2 separate regions of the Mus musculus genome follow, and region 2 is linked to region 1. Evidence: chromatin contacts called from public HiChIP or PLAC-seq data. All regions are on one chromosome and are shown on one strand. Each heading gives the region's core, a stretch centred on a gene start, on an enhancer-like site or on the middle of the called end of the contact. The rest is flanking DNA. Distances are from core to core; before and after follow the strand shown.

Region 1 (6,157 bases), core at 2,691-5,190:
CACAGTTGCAGGCAGAAGAGGGGAGCGAAGCGCGTGCTCAGAGTAAGGCCCACAGTACTGGAAGGAAAAGGCAGAGTCAGGAAGACCCATTTGCTCTGCAGACGCTACCCCATGGACCTGAATCCCCAAGTCACGGGCTGGGAACAGTACTTCTGGGATAGGTGAGATGGAAGAGCCACAGATGGGCGGAGGACTTCCAGATCAAGAGGCTAAAGAGCCCAGTTTCCCTTCGGTGGTCAAAAGCCTCCCCTGTCTGGCCATGGAGAAGAGAGTATCTCTGAGGGACTCTTCTGAGGTGTGAGTGTAAGGGAGGGTGGGGGAAAGGCATAGTTGGCAAAGGCCACAAGGGACTGTAGGGGCATGCACAAAGGACCCACTGGACAGAGAGGGACTGATGTCTGCAGTTGGAGTTCTAGCAGGTGCCATCTGGTCACACAGTGACCTCAAACATGCCAGTGTCCTGCACCCCTGGTGAAATCCAGGCAGGATTCACTCAGACACATACTCATCCCTACACGGGCTGAGGTTCTGATCTGCGCGTCAGAGCTCTAGAAAGGAGTGGAAGTTACATATTTAAATCTACACACTGCACAGGAAAGTCAGGGAGACTCAGAGCAGTGGCAGGGATCTTGTGGATGCCCTTGGTCCGTTATCCATCAGATTGGGGGTGGGGGTGGTTCCTGGCCAGGAAGAAAGGGGAGAACCTCTTCCAGGTGGGATGGGTTCACTTCAAGCCTGGCCAGTTCCTGTCCTGGGACTCCAAGTTTAGGCCCCAGCACTGTCATTGCAGATAGTAGATCTGGGTTCCCTGCCCTTTGGGCTATGACCATCTCTCTAGAGAGAAGATCTGGACTTCTGGCCAGAGAGTGATGTCTGGAACCCCACATTTCACTCTCTGTCTGACCAGACATCCAAAGCCTCTGGTCACACATCTTCAATGATTGTACAAAGGTCTTGTGTTCCAGGCAGACTAGCTTATCCACACCCTTGGGCTATCACAGCAGCTTCTGGCCAGACTCCCTCTGTACATAGAGTTCCTCGTGACCATGCTGCCACCATCCTTCCTGGTCTAGCCACAACATCATATCTTTCTCCAGAAAGCTTCCCTGACCCCTGCGACATCAGTCCTTTGTCCAAACAGCCATGTTATACCCACAACTTGGCAATGAAGCGCTCCCTGCCTTCTGCAGACCAGGCCCTTGTCCGTCCATCCCCTTCCCTCTTGGTGGTCAGGATTTACCTCTGCACGTCTGTGACTGAGTGTTGGTACTCAGAATACCCCAGATAAGGGAAAGGAGAAAAGGGACCACATCAAGGACTAGGGGTGGCATCTGGCTTTGAACCCTAAAGAGACAAGAGAAGGTAGATTCTTCTGATGTCCATGTCACAAGTGTGGATTCACTAATCATAGACCCAGGCCACTGAGTGGAGGACTAGAGAGGGTCTGAGCTGCCACTTGGGCTCAATCCAGTTGTTTTAGGTCCAAAGGCTTCAATTTCCAGGAAATTAAGTTTAGACCCATAGGTAGAAATGTAACTTTCCAGTGCTGGGCAGAAATCTTGCGGGTTAGGGAGCCAGGCTCTTGGGGTGTCAGGAATGGGTGAGGTAGAGGCCAGTGCGGGAGTCAGAGTCTCAGTGCTTGGCCACCTGTCCTAACCAGAGCTGCCCCGAGTCCTCTTGTGCCCTGTCTGTAACTTGGATGCCTGAGAGAGGAGGCCATGTCACTCTCTGGCTATTGAGCCAGCAGCTTTTGCTCTAGGGGACAGTGTCATGGCCAACTGTTCTGTGGGCACACAGGGAGCAAGGGGGATTCTGGTCTCCAAAGTCAGGCAGGCGTCTGTGGGGTTTTGGCTGAGTCTCCTGCGGTTTGGGCTTCCTGGGTAGCAGGCAGAACAGAACAGGACAAGTGTTATAAAAGCTGCATTGTCTGGCCCAGTTCAGGCTGGGGAGGGGGCTTGCTGGAACTCTGGGGGCCTCAAATTACAGCCCAGGACTAAGCCTTCCCAGCAGCTCCCCCTGGACTCGGCAGCCTGTCCTGGGCACACTCCGCTCCCCTCCCTTGCCACTGGGTGGAGAGCAGGTCAGACGAGGGAGGGGATCTTGGAAGGAGACATTACGGGAGAGCGCAGAGACAAACGAATAAGGGAAGCAAACAAGCATGGAAACGTGGGGGTGGGGGAGAGGGAGGCAGAGAGAGAGAGAGAGAGAGAGAGAGAGAGAGAGAGAGAGAGGACACAAAGGCCTCCCAACCCCCTGCTCCCCACTGTCCTTCCAAGCTAAAGGGGCCTGGCCCTTGGAGGAGGGTATCCCTAGAATTCTAAGTTTTGAATCAAGACTCTACAGGCTCTACCAGAACAGGGTCTTAGGGCTGGTGAAGTCAGAACACAGACACATTAGACTCCACTGGCCAGGCATCACTCAGTTTTGGGAGACTTTCCACCTCTACAGTTGGGAGAGGCCAGGCCAGGTAGACAAGCAGCCAAGACCATCCCCCAAACAGAGAGACAAACTTGGGTGGCGGAGGCTCAGGGTAGGGGCGAGAGGTGGGGGTGGAGACCCAGGCCTAGAGCAGGAGAAAGAACGTGTCCAAGGCCATGATGGGAGTTTGAGGTCCAGGATGACCTTGGGTTTTCATTACTGACAGTGTTGGGGAAAGGAGAGGTTGGTTTTGGTGGGAGGAAGGCAGGGCCTCTGACTGAGCCCAAATAGGGGCTTAAGTCAGGAAACCTGGGCCTACACCTCTGCACCCTGGCCACTCTGACTCTGAACGAATCTGGATGTCCATATGAGCCTCTAGGAAACTCTAGACTGTGAGGGCCGGGGGTTGGAAGGCTAAATTGGCAGAGGTGCCCCCAGGGAACCACACTCTCTTCCTTAGTCTGTAGGCTCCTGGGGCAATCAGGGTAGTTTAGCCTCTGAGGTGGGGGAAGGGACATTTTACTACGTTGTAGATTGTGTGTGTGTGTGTGTGTGTGTGTGTGTGTGTGTGTGCCAGCGTGAGTCCCATATAGGGTAGGGTAGGGACTGACGGGAGGGAATTTCAGCTAGCAAGAAGGAGAGAAGGGGCCAGGTTCCTAACCACTAGTTGCTGAGACAAAAGTTTTCAAAGAGCGCTCCAGCTACATTCTGCTTAGTTTGGGGGAAGGGAAGAAGAGAGACTCAGACACTGCCCCCCCCTCCCTGCCACACACCCCGCCTAAGGCCCTCATAAATATTTACACACTGGGCAGAAATGGTTCGGCCACAAATCCCAATATTATGGGCAGACATCGCAGACATCACGGAGTGTGTGTGTGTGTGTGTGTGTGTGTGTGTGTGTGTGTGTGTAGCTGGGGCTAGGGGGAGTTGGAGCCAACTCTGCACAGCCATGGCCGCCTGCTCCGGGCCCTGCCTCCTCACCCTAGCCCTCTACTCCCCTCTTATCCCCTTGGACCTGGTCCCCAATACTGAGACTTCCCATCCCCACCCCCACCCAAGCTCCTGGGAGCCATCCGCCTGTACGTCTCCAAGAGGACCAACAACCCCACCCCCAAAACTTCTCTCAGCCTCCACACCACTCTGGTCTAACCTTCGATCTCCATTCCCGCTCCTACCTGGGTCCAGGGCAGCGCTGGGGACTCCATGAGGCGCGTCGCAGCGAGAAGGGCACTGACCGCTCACCTGGGACATCGGCCTGGGACCTGGAGAAAACAGCGCTCAGCGGGCGGGGCAGGCCTCCCTCGCGTGTGCGTGGGGAAACGGAGTGGGTGCCCTAGCGCATACTCGTGCAAGCTGCGCGCTGCTGGCCTAGGCAGGTCACCTCGTGGACCCCGCCATGCGACACCTGGGTGTCGCCCGCGCCCCCTCCCCGCTCACTCGCTCTTGGCTCCCATTCCAGCGCCAGCTCGCACCCACCGATCGCCCCTTCCTTCTTCCTTCTCTCGTTCCAGCCCCCTCGCTCCTCCCCTCTTCCCTGGCCCACCCCGTCCCCGCCCCCTCCTCGCTGTCTCAGCCCCCCTCAGGCGTCCCCTCCCCCGTGCGGGACTCGCTGCTGCCAGGGCAGGACACGTCTGTCCGCGGGGCGTCCGAGGCCTGAGCCCCCACAGGAAGCCAGCTCGTCTGGTTTCCTCCCCTCGCTCAGAGCCAGGATCTCCAGTCTCCCCAGATCTCCGCCTACCCAGGGCCGGGAGAACCTCGCGGCTTGCACAAGGGGCCGCATGTTTTCCTTCGGTCTTAAACTTTGTAAAAGTTTCCAGAATATCAAAAGAAAGAAGTCACAATCATCCTGGGACAATGGTCTGAATAGTAGTAGCCCTCAAATCGCGTTGTCCCGAAGATCAGAGCAATCTAGTTCTTTTGGTGCCCTTTGTTCAAGTCCTGGATTTCCATTTCGGAGCTGGGTGCCTGGAGTTAGGGGCTCAGTCCGTCAGAAACTGGCTCTCCGGGAAGCTGGGCTGGTGTCGCATCAGCCTCCTGGTCCCATAGCAGCCAAAAACACCCCCAAGGCCCGCCATCCCCGCCAGTGCCAGTTGGACACGGGAATTCATTTTAGACAGACTGCCCATCACCAGGCTGTCACTCCAACTTTCTCACACGAGGGTGAGTGTAGAAGGAATTGAGGAGAGGCCAGTCTGTTGATCCGGCTGGTATGGTAAGCTCTGGCTGTGCGGAGGAACTGTCACCAAAAAGTGGGGGGGGGGCTCGGAGACCCTCAGAGTGACCCCAGGAGCTTGTAGGCAGCCAGGTGGGGCTTGGCAGGTCCGTGGAGGTGATTCTCAGGTGAGAAGTCCCTCTGGGACTCACACTGGACCTGAGCTGCCTCCAAGCCCGGCGGCGTCTGGGTCCACACCACCAGAGCTAATTAGGGAGGCGGCGGCGCCAGGACACCTCCTCTCAGCCTGCGTTACAACCGAGAGGAAAGCTGGGACGCCAAAGATGGAGCTCCCCCTCGGTCGCCTCCCAGTCCTCGAAGTCACTACTTACAGCTCTTGTAGGTCTTCTGGGCGCCGTCGGGGCCGGGACCCGCGTGGCCCCCACGGCGCCCGCAGCTCTCTCACCGCCCTCGGCCACGTTCCGGGGATAGGCAGGGGTGGCTGCGCTGGGGGGAAAGTGGGACGGGAGGGAGTCCCGCCCTGGACGTCTAGATGCTCGCTGCGGGAGACTTGGCGCCCTAGAGCCTCGGAGGTCAGGCTGCTGTCTGGGGGCGTCGCAGAGTTTGGGAGCACTCCTCCTTCCTGGTAGCGGCTGAGTCACTGCGACGCGCCCGCGGGAGGGTTTGGCGGCTGCTGCATTCTTCCCGGCTTACCTGAGCCGGTAGGCCGGGCCTCACCTGCCTTCAAAAGCAGCTCCCCAGTCTCTCCTTAGCTTCAGCGCCCCGCCTTTTTAAGTTTTTCTGTTTCAGATCAGGGCCTCTGGGACTAACGCAATCCTTGAGCCTCTTTGTTTCTAGGTCGTCCAGGAGGATGTCAAAGCGCCCCACCCCCCCTACCCCGTCAGAAGTCTACCTTTACATCTGTGTGCAGAAACACCTTCACCTCATGCACGCTAGTCACACAGATGTGCCCCCTTTGAGGACACAGCAATCAGAAGAACTAGACAACAGCATTTGTGATACTGTACCAAGTATCACAAGGGTACTTGTGGTGCGGGAACTTCCTGTTGTTGGGACAACATGCAGTCCAGTGTGGCCACAAAGTCCTCTGTGATGAGCTGCTGCTCCTACTTCCCAAGCGCTCTGATTACTGGGCCCCACATCTGCTTTGAGGGGCTCTAGAGATGAGGTTTCCTGTATGCTGGGCCAGCACTCTTCCCACTGAGCTATCTTCCCACCATGAGCCTTTTGGTATGGTACCTAGTATTTGAAAAAGAAAAAAAAAGCAGCATTTTGGTAAGGAGGGATCAAGGTGACACAGAATCTCGTTGTGTCAACAAGCTGGCTTGAGCCTCCTGACCCTCTGGCCACAGCACCCTAGATGCTGGGATTACAGGTGAGCACCACTATGCCTTGCTTCATCGAGTTGTTTCTTATCATTATATTATTTTTGAGACAGGGTCTCACAATGTTGCCATGGCTGGCCTGGAACACACTATGTAGATCAGGCTAGCCTCAAACACTTGCTTTGCCTCCCAAGGGCTGGGAGGTGTATATCCCTAAGCCCCACTATTGCTAGTACTTTTA
Region 2 (6,157 bases), core at 1,679-4,178, 65 kb after region 1:
AATCCTTCCCAGGGAGAGTGTTCAAGGCTGAGAGACAGGTGGTACAAAGGCCCCGGGGTAGAAAAAGCAAAGCAGGAGGCCTATCGCACATGTGTGAGCTGGCACATGGAGGCCAACAGTCAGCACCGGGTAGCTTCCTCAATAGCCGCCCCTTTGGTTTTTGAGACAGCGTATCTCGAGTTTGCCCATTTGGCTGAGCTAGCTGGCCAACGGACTGCCGGTCTCTGCCTTTACAGTACGTTCTAGACCTTTTTAATGGGCACAGGGACTAGAACTCAGGTTTTCACGCTTGTTTACCAAGCACTTCACTTGCCTGGGTCACGTCCCTGATCTGTTGGTTTTTGTTTTTAATATTTTTTTAAAAGATTTATTTATTTATTTATTTATTTATTTATACTGTTAATATTTTCAGACACAAGAAGAGGGTATCAGATTCCATTACAAGTCACCATGTGGATGCTGGGAATTGAACTCAGGACCTCTGGAAGAGCAGTCAGTGTCCTTAACCACTGAGCCTGCCTGCTTGCTTTCTTTCTTTCTTTCTTTCTTTCTTTCTTTCTTTCTTTCTTTCTTTCTTTCTTTCTTTCCTCTCTTCCTTCCTTCCTTTCTTTTTTAAAATTTATTTTATGTATATGAGTACATTGTTGCTATGTTCAGACACACCAGAAGAGGACATCAGATCCCATTACAGATGGTTGTGAGCCACCATGTAGTTGCTGGGAATTGAACTCAGAACCTCTAGAAGAGCAGTCATTGCTCTTAACCACTGAGCCATCTCTCCAGCCCCCTTCTATCTTTCCAGCCCATCTTTAATAGTCTTTTCTCTTAGTGTGCATGGTCTTTTTTGTTTGTCTTTGCCTGCATGTGTGTCTATGTACCACATATGTGCCTGGTGCCCACAGAGGTCAGAAGAGGGCATCGGATTACAGACAGTTGTGAGTCAACATGTAGGTGCTAAGAATCAAACCCCAACCCTCAAGGAGAAAGTCAGTGCTGTTAAAACACTCAGCCATCTCTCTAGCCCCATCTATTTCTGTTTTTAAGACAAAATCCTGCTATTTGTGGACTAACCTTAAGCGTATGACTTTCCTCCCTCAGCCTCTTGCGCACCTGCATGCCAGGCCGGTCGGATGAAGGTCACCTCATTCGACACTGGAGATGGGGGAATCCTCTGGAAGACTTTGAGCAGAAAGTGATACCTGGCACCCCCCCTCCCCCGCTAGTAAACAGCAGGCATCTAATAAGTGTTCCTACATGCTCACCCATTCCTCAAAACTCTTTTCAGACAGATGAGAGGGGGTGCAGGGAAAGGGGGTCGGGCACCACAGAGGGAACTAACCTCAGGAACTGACACAGGTTCTTGACCAGTCAGGCTTTGTCCACCAATGAAGAGACGTAAAGATGAAATTATACGGGGGGTGGTGGGGAATGGTGTGTGTGTGTGTGTGTGGGGGGCAAAAATCGTGTGGTGGGAAAGACTATAAAACCCCCAAAGTAATACTATTTTTCTTCCCTTGGAGACCTTTCTCTCTCTCTCTCTCTCTCTCTCTCTCTCTCTCTCTCTCAAGCTTTTTGGAAAAGGCTGTAAATTTTTTTTTTTGTTGTTTTACACCAACCTCGTAAAAATGACATCGGCACATTCTCAAATTAGAACCATTAAAATGAAACCCAGCGAAGCTCACACAGGCAGAGCCCTCGAGGGTGGGAGACATCATGTCATGGTACAGTCGCCGAGTCTCCCTGCCTACTCCACAGAGGGCTCCCTCTTCGCGCAGAGGTCGGCCTCTGCAGGGGCAGAGCAGCCAGGAGTCTGCAGTACAGAAAGGACTTGGTCTTTGGGAGGTTCCCCATCCTTCAGCACAGGTGAGCTCAGCTCCCAGTGACAGTCAGAGCCAGCTTGGCATAGTGTCACAGTGTTGCAAGAGACAGGATGTCAGTCCCAATGGTTGAAGGGATGGTATCTAGACACCAACAAGGGCCGAAAGTGCAGAGGTGGAGAGGGCGGTTCATAGTCAGGTCCTCTGTCTTAGCTGTAGAATTCTCTGGAAGTGGGTCTATTCCGCCCTGCCTGGCCCCAGCTAATTCTATAGGGGACTGGGATTAGACTACAAACTGCCAGATCCCTTCTTTCCCCCAGGGCTCCTATTAGAGCATCTCAAAGCAACACCAGCTCCCACTGAAGGTTTTAGGGGAGCCCTATGGGTGGCTAGAATACAATTCTCCCCCCCCCACAACCCTACCATAAGCCCATTGCCTTCAGGTGAAAAAGATCCCCCAAATCTTCCTCCAGCCCCTCAATCCTCCTCAGTGGGGATGAATCCTCTGCCATGGAAAGGGGAGTCCCTCCCCCAAGCCTTGGGTCCTTTCCTTTCTCCTAAAGGGAGGCAGGCTACCTCTTGGCAGAAGGGTGACCTTTGGCTTACTAATTCTACCTTTTCTGCCTTTTTGGAGCTGAGGGACAGTGAGTGAGTGCCTTGGGTACTGTACCCTGGGTAGTATCTCTTTGGACACCCCAGCTCCTCTGGGGAGGGGCTCCATCTCCAGTTGGACAAAGAGAAGTTAGCTGCAGGGACCAGAGCTGAAGCAGAGGAATTCAGTGCATGAGGCAGGGAGTCCTGAAGACACGGGCCCCTGACCAGCAGGAAGCCTTCAGACAACTGTTGGCAGCCAGTGTGCACTGGGGCGGGGCTGATCCCCACTGGAAGCTCTCTTTCCACCCAGCCCTTCTAAGTAGCTTGGGCAGAAGCGGGCCAGATGGAGGAAAAGACTTTCTATTCTTCTTCTCCCCTCCCCCAACCCCCTGACTCCCTAACCCCCCCATCTCTTTCTCTTTGGAGGGGGTGAGTTAAAAGCCCATTACTGTGCTGAGCCCCCCAACCCTTTTGAATCTCCCTCACAGGATGTGACCAGGGTGGGATTTGGCCCGGTTGCTGTGGCAACTGAAGGGGGAGTTCCCAGACGCTAGGCAACCCTCTGGTGACCCTCCCTGACCTGTCACCCCTGCAACCCAAGGACAATGGGAACGCTGGGGCTGGGGGCCCAGCCCTTTCAGCTCGGTGTGGCCGGAGGCTCCGAATCCCCCACCCTGCCAGTTCAGCCTGCCTGGCTCCAAGTCCAGCTGGCTGCCAGCACACCAGGACCAGACCCTAAAATCTTCCAAAACCAGGGGCACACCTCTCACAGCCCAAACCCAAAGGGCACCTGTGGCTCCACACAGCCTTTTCAGTAGCAGAGGCAAAATAAGGCTCCACCATTACTTGTTCAGGGTGACCTGCAACTCAATATGGTGGCAGATGGCCTTGAACTTCTTAGGTTTTTGTTTCCACCTTTCAAGTCCAGGTGCTATAGGCCTGTGACATTGTGCGCAGTTTACGCTGAGGATTGAACCCATGGCACTAGGTATGCAGGGCAAGCGCTCTACCAACTGTGCTAGTGTTTCTGCTAATGGATCCCAAAGGTCTGTGGTCCTCCCACACCACCTTCACAGGATGGAGTCTCCACAGAGCACAGCAGTTGATGTGAGGAGAGCCCCAGAGTGACAACAGAGCTTGGCATGCCAGTGGCTCTGTTACTAATAAAGGCTCTGGGAAATACTGAAATGAGGTAGCAAGGGACTCTGTGCAGCCAGAACTGGCCTGGCAGCTAAGCCGGGTCACCCCTTCACCTCTGTTTAAACAAGGTCGCAGCCTGTGGTTGCATGGAGATGGAGCACCAGCTCTTGCTCTGAAGTGACGTGGCTGCCCTCTTCAGCACTGTTTGCTCTGTCCTGCCACCGCCTGATGTCTGACAGCCCTGTCTGGCTGTCTCTCAACTCATTACTCTTAAAGGCCAGGACTAGATTTGTTTACTCACAGCAGACAGACAGGGACCCACAAAAAAGGGATCAGGGATGGGACACCCTGGAAGGCAAGATGACAAAATGTGGCCTGCAGACTTATTCTGTCAAGCCTCTGCCTCTAAGCAGGCACTAAGAGTGGCCTCCTAGGGCAGTGGGCAGAGCCTCCCTCCCTGTGCTCCTTTTTCTGACACAGGGATTCAGTGTCCAGTCTCTACTTCATCATGTACCACTGTGCTCTGCAGAGATGCTTGTGCACCTCTGTGTGTGTGTGTGTGTGTGTGTGTGTGTGTGTGTGTGTGTGTGTTTACATGGGTGTGCCTGCCTGCTCACCTGTGCAGGTTTCTGTGTTGAGGTCAGCGGCTGACAGTGGGATATCTACCTCAACTGCTTTACCACATTAGTGTTTTAAATGTCATCCAGCTATTCTTCAAGGGTGATGGACCTGTATACAATGTATTCACATTGTATCAACCCCCAGGCCCCTATGGATCCTCCCCTTCTTGAGACAGTGTCTCTCACTGAACCTGGGACTTACAGTTTCACCTAGACTAAATGGCCAGTGGTATCCGGGGACTCCTCTCTCTGTCACCCAAAAACACACTATGCTGGGATTACAGGTTTGTCCCATGACACCCAACATGTACGTGGGTGCCAGGGATCCAAGCTCAGGTTCTCATGCATGTACTGTCTCCACTCAGCCATCTCCAGAGCCCCAGGACCACTGAGGTTTGACCAGGGTCTCGCCAAGTAGCCCAGACTGTTCTTAAACCTGAGATGCTCTGGCCTCAGCCTCCTGGGTGCTGGGATTATTAGCATGTGTGACTACACTTGGCTTTACAGTTACTTTTGTTTTCTGCATTCTTTAATTTTTACTGTTAGTGTGTATGTACGTGCAGCCGGTGCGCAGGTGCCACGCTGTAAGCGCGTGGATAACTTTCTTCTCCCACTATGGCCTCTGGGGCTTGGGCTTACTCAGCAAACGACTCATCGTGTCACGGATCTTGCATCTTTTTCTTGTTTAAGAGACCCTTACAGGGCTGGAGAGATGGATCAACGGTTAAGAGCACTAACTGCTCTTCCAGAGGTCCTGAGTTCAATTCCCAGCAACCACATGGTGGCTCACAACCATCTGTAATGGAATCAGATGCCTTCTTAAGACAGCTACAGTACACTCGTATACATAAAATAAATAAATCTTGAGAGAGAGAAAGAGAGAGAGAGAGACCCTTACAGCCAAGCAAGAAGTATTCTTGCTCACCAAGCATTCACACATGTGTTTAGCAGCTACTGTGTGTGAGTTCTTCCTTCCACAGGCAGGTAGGTGACTGGGTGCCTGTAGTGGGAGCCACGAGGAGGGAGGGCTCAGCCCTGAAGGAGGCACCCGGAAGCTTGTCAGTGCTGCCTTCCATGATGTGGGAATGACATGGCCCCCTCCCCAGGGAGGGCAAGGTAACTTAATGACATTTAACGACAGGGTGAATCCAAAAGCTGTCTTCCGAGACTTCCTGCTTGTGGCTGAAAGGCGGGTAAGACCCAACAGAGCAACTTCCTTTTCTCCAGTTTGCTTACCCCACCAATAATAACATCTGTATTGGGGGCGGGGGGGGGGGGGGCACAGCCTCCATTTGTCTGTTAGAAGTGGGAGAACAACCCTCAGACTATGGTTTCACTTTACTTGAAAATTTCATAGTTTTAGAGCCAATGAAACTTTCTTTCTTTCTTTCTTCCTTTTTTTTTTTTTTTTTTTTTTTAAAAATCTCACATATTTTCCTTGGGCCTGGGCTCTTCGCCCACGGTGAGCCCAAATGGATAAAACGGACCTCTGCTGCCGGCCTCCAAATCCCCATCCTGGTTTATTTGTGAAGAAGCCAATACAGGATTTTCCAGGACTTTGGTACTTAAGACAAACAGGAACAATTGGACCGTGGAATTGTGATGGGAAGTCGTGGCCTCTGTCCAGGGCAGAGCCCAGAAACTTGATCAGTACGGACAATTCTGTCTCTCTCACCCAAACATCTCCCCAGTTACCCAGAGGGTTGTGTTTATGCCTCGTGGCAAGCTTTCTATTTTGCTTTTGGAAATTACATTTTATGTATTTACTTATTTTGTGAGTATGTATGTGTGTACAGGAGCCACAGTGCACGTGTGGAGCACAGGAGACAGCTTTTTAGAGTCAATTTGTTCCTTCTACCTTGTGGGTCCTAGGAATTGAACTCAAGCTGTCAGGCTAGGTGGCAAGCCTTAGTCATTTTGCTGTCCCCAAGGGTTTTATTTATTTATTTATTTTTAATGAAAGTTTCCAGTTTAGGTGGCTGTTCT

Evidence for each region. HiChIP or PLAC-seq counts read pairs in DNA pulled down with a chosen protein or histone mark.
Region 2: an H3K4me3 HiChIP or PLAC-seq map of embryonic stem cells shows a contact between it and region 1, with 18 read pairs. The contact joins the enhancer-like site here to the promoter of Mdfi in region 1. A contact is called at or near these places in 7 of 39 promoter capture datasets (the C10 cell line, cranial neural crest, embryonic stem cells and 3 more) and 2 of 115 datasets of contacts at active chromatin or transcription factors (both in embryonic stem cells).

The regions. Positions count from the first base shown.
Region 1 is chr17:47,829,351-47,835,507 of GRCm38.p6, forward strand. Mdfi (MyoD family inhibitor) reads right to left here and starts at 3,941. Exons shown (of 4, transcript NM_001276390.1): 1 at 3,594-3,941. The coding sequence starts at 3,669.
Region 2 is chr17:47,895,638-47,901,794 of GRCm38.p6, forward strand. The region is part of intron 2 of Foxp4 (forkhead box P4); the gene reads right to left. Among named protein-coding and RNA genes, the nearest start is that of Foxp4, 26 kb to the right of the region's middle. Within about 2 kb of position 2,929, at least 61 of the 459 cell types and tissues checked have an H3K27ac peak or open chromatin away from gene starts, as enhancers often do. A contact at or near this core is called in embryonic stem cells, where this site is marked.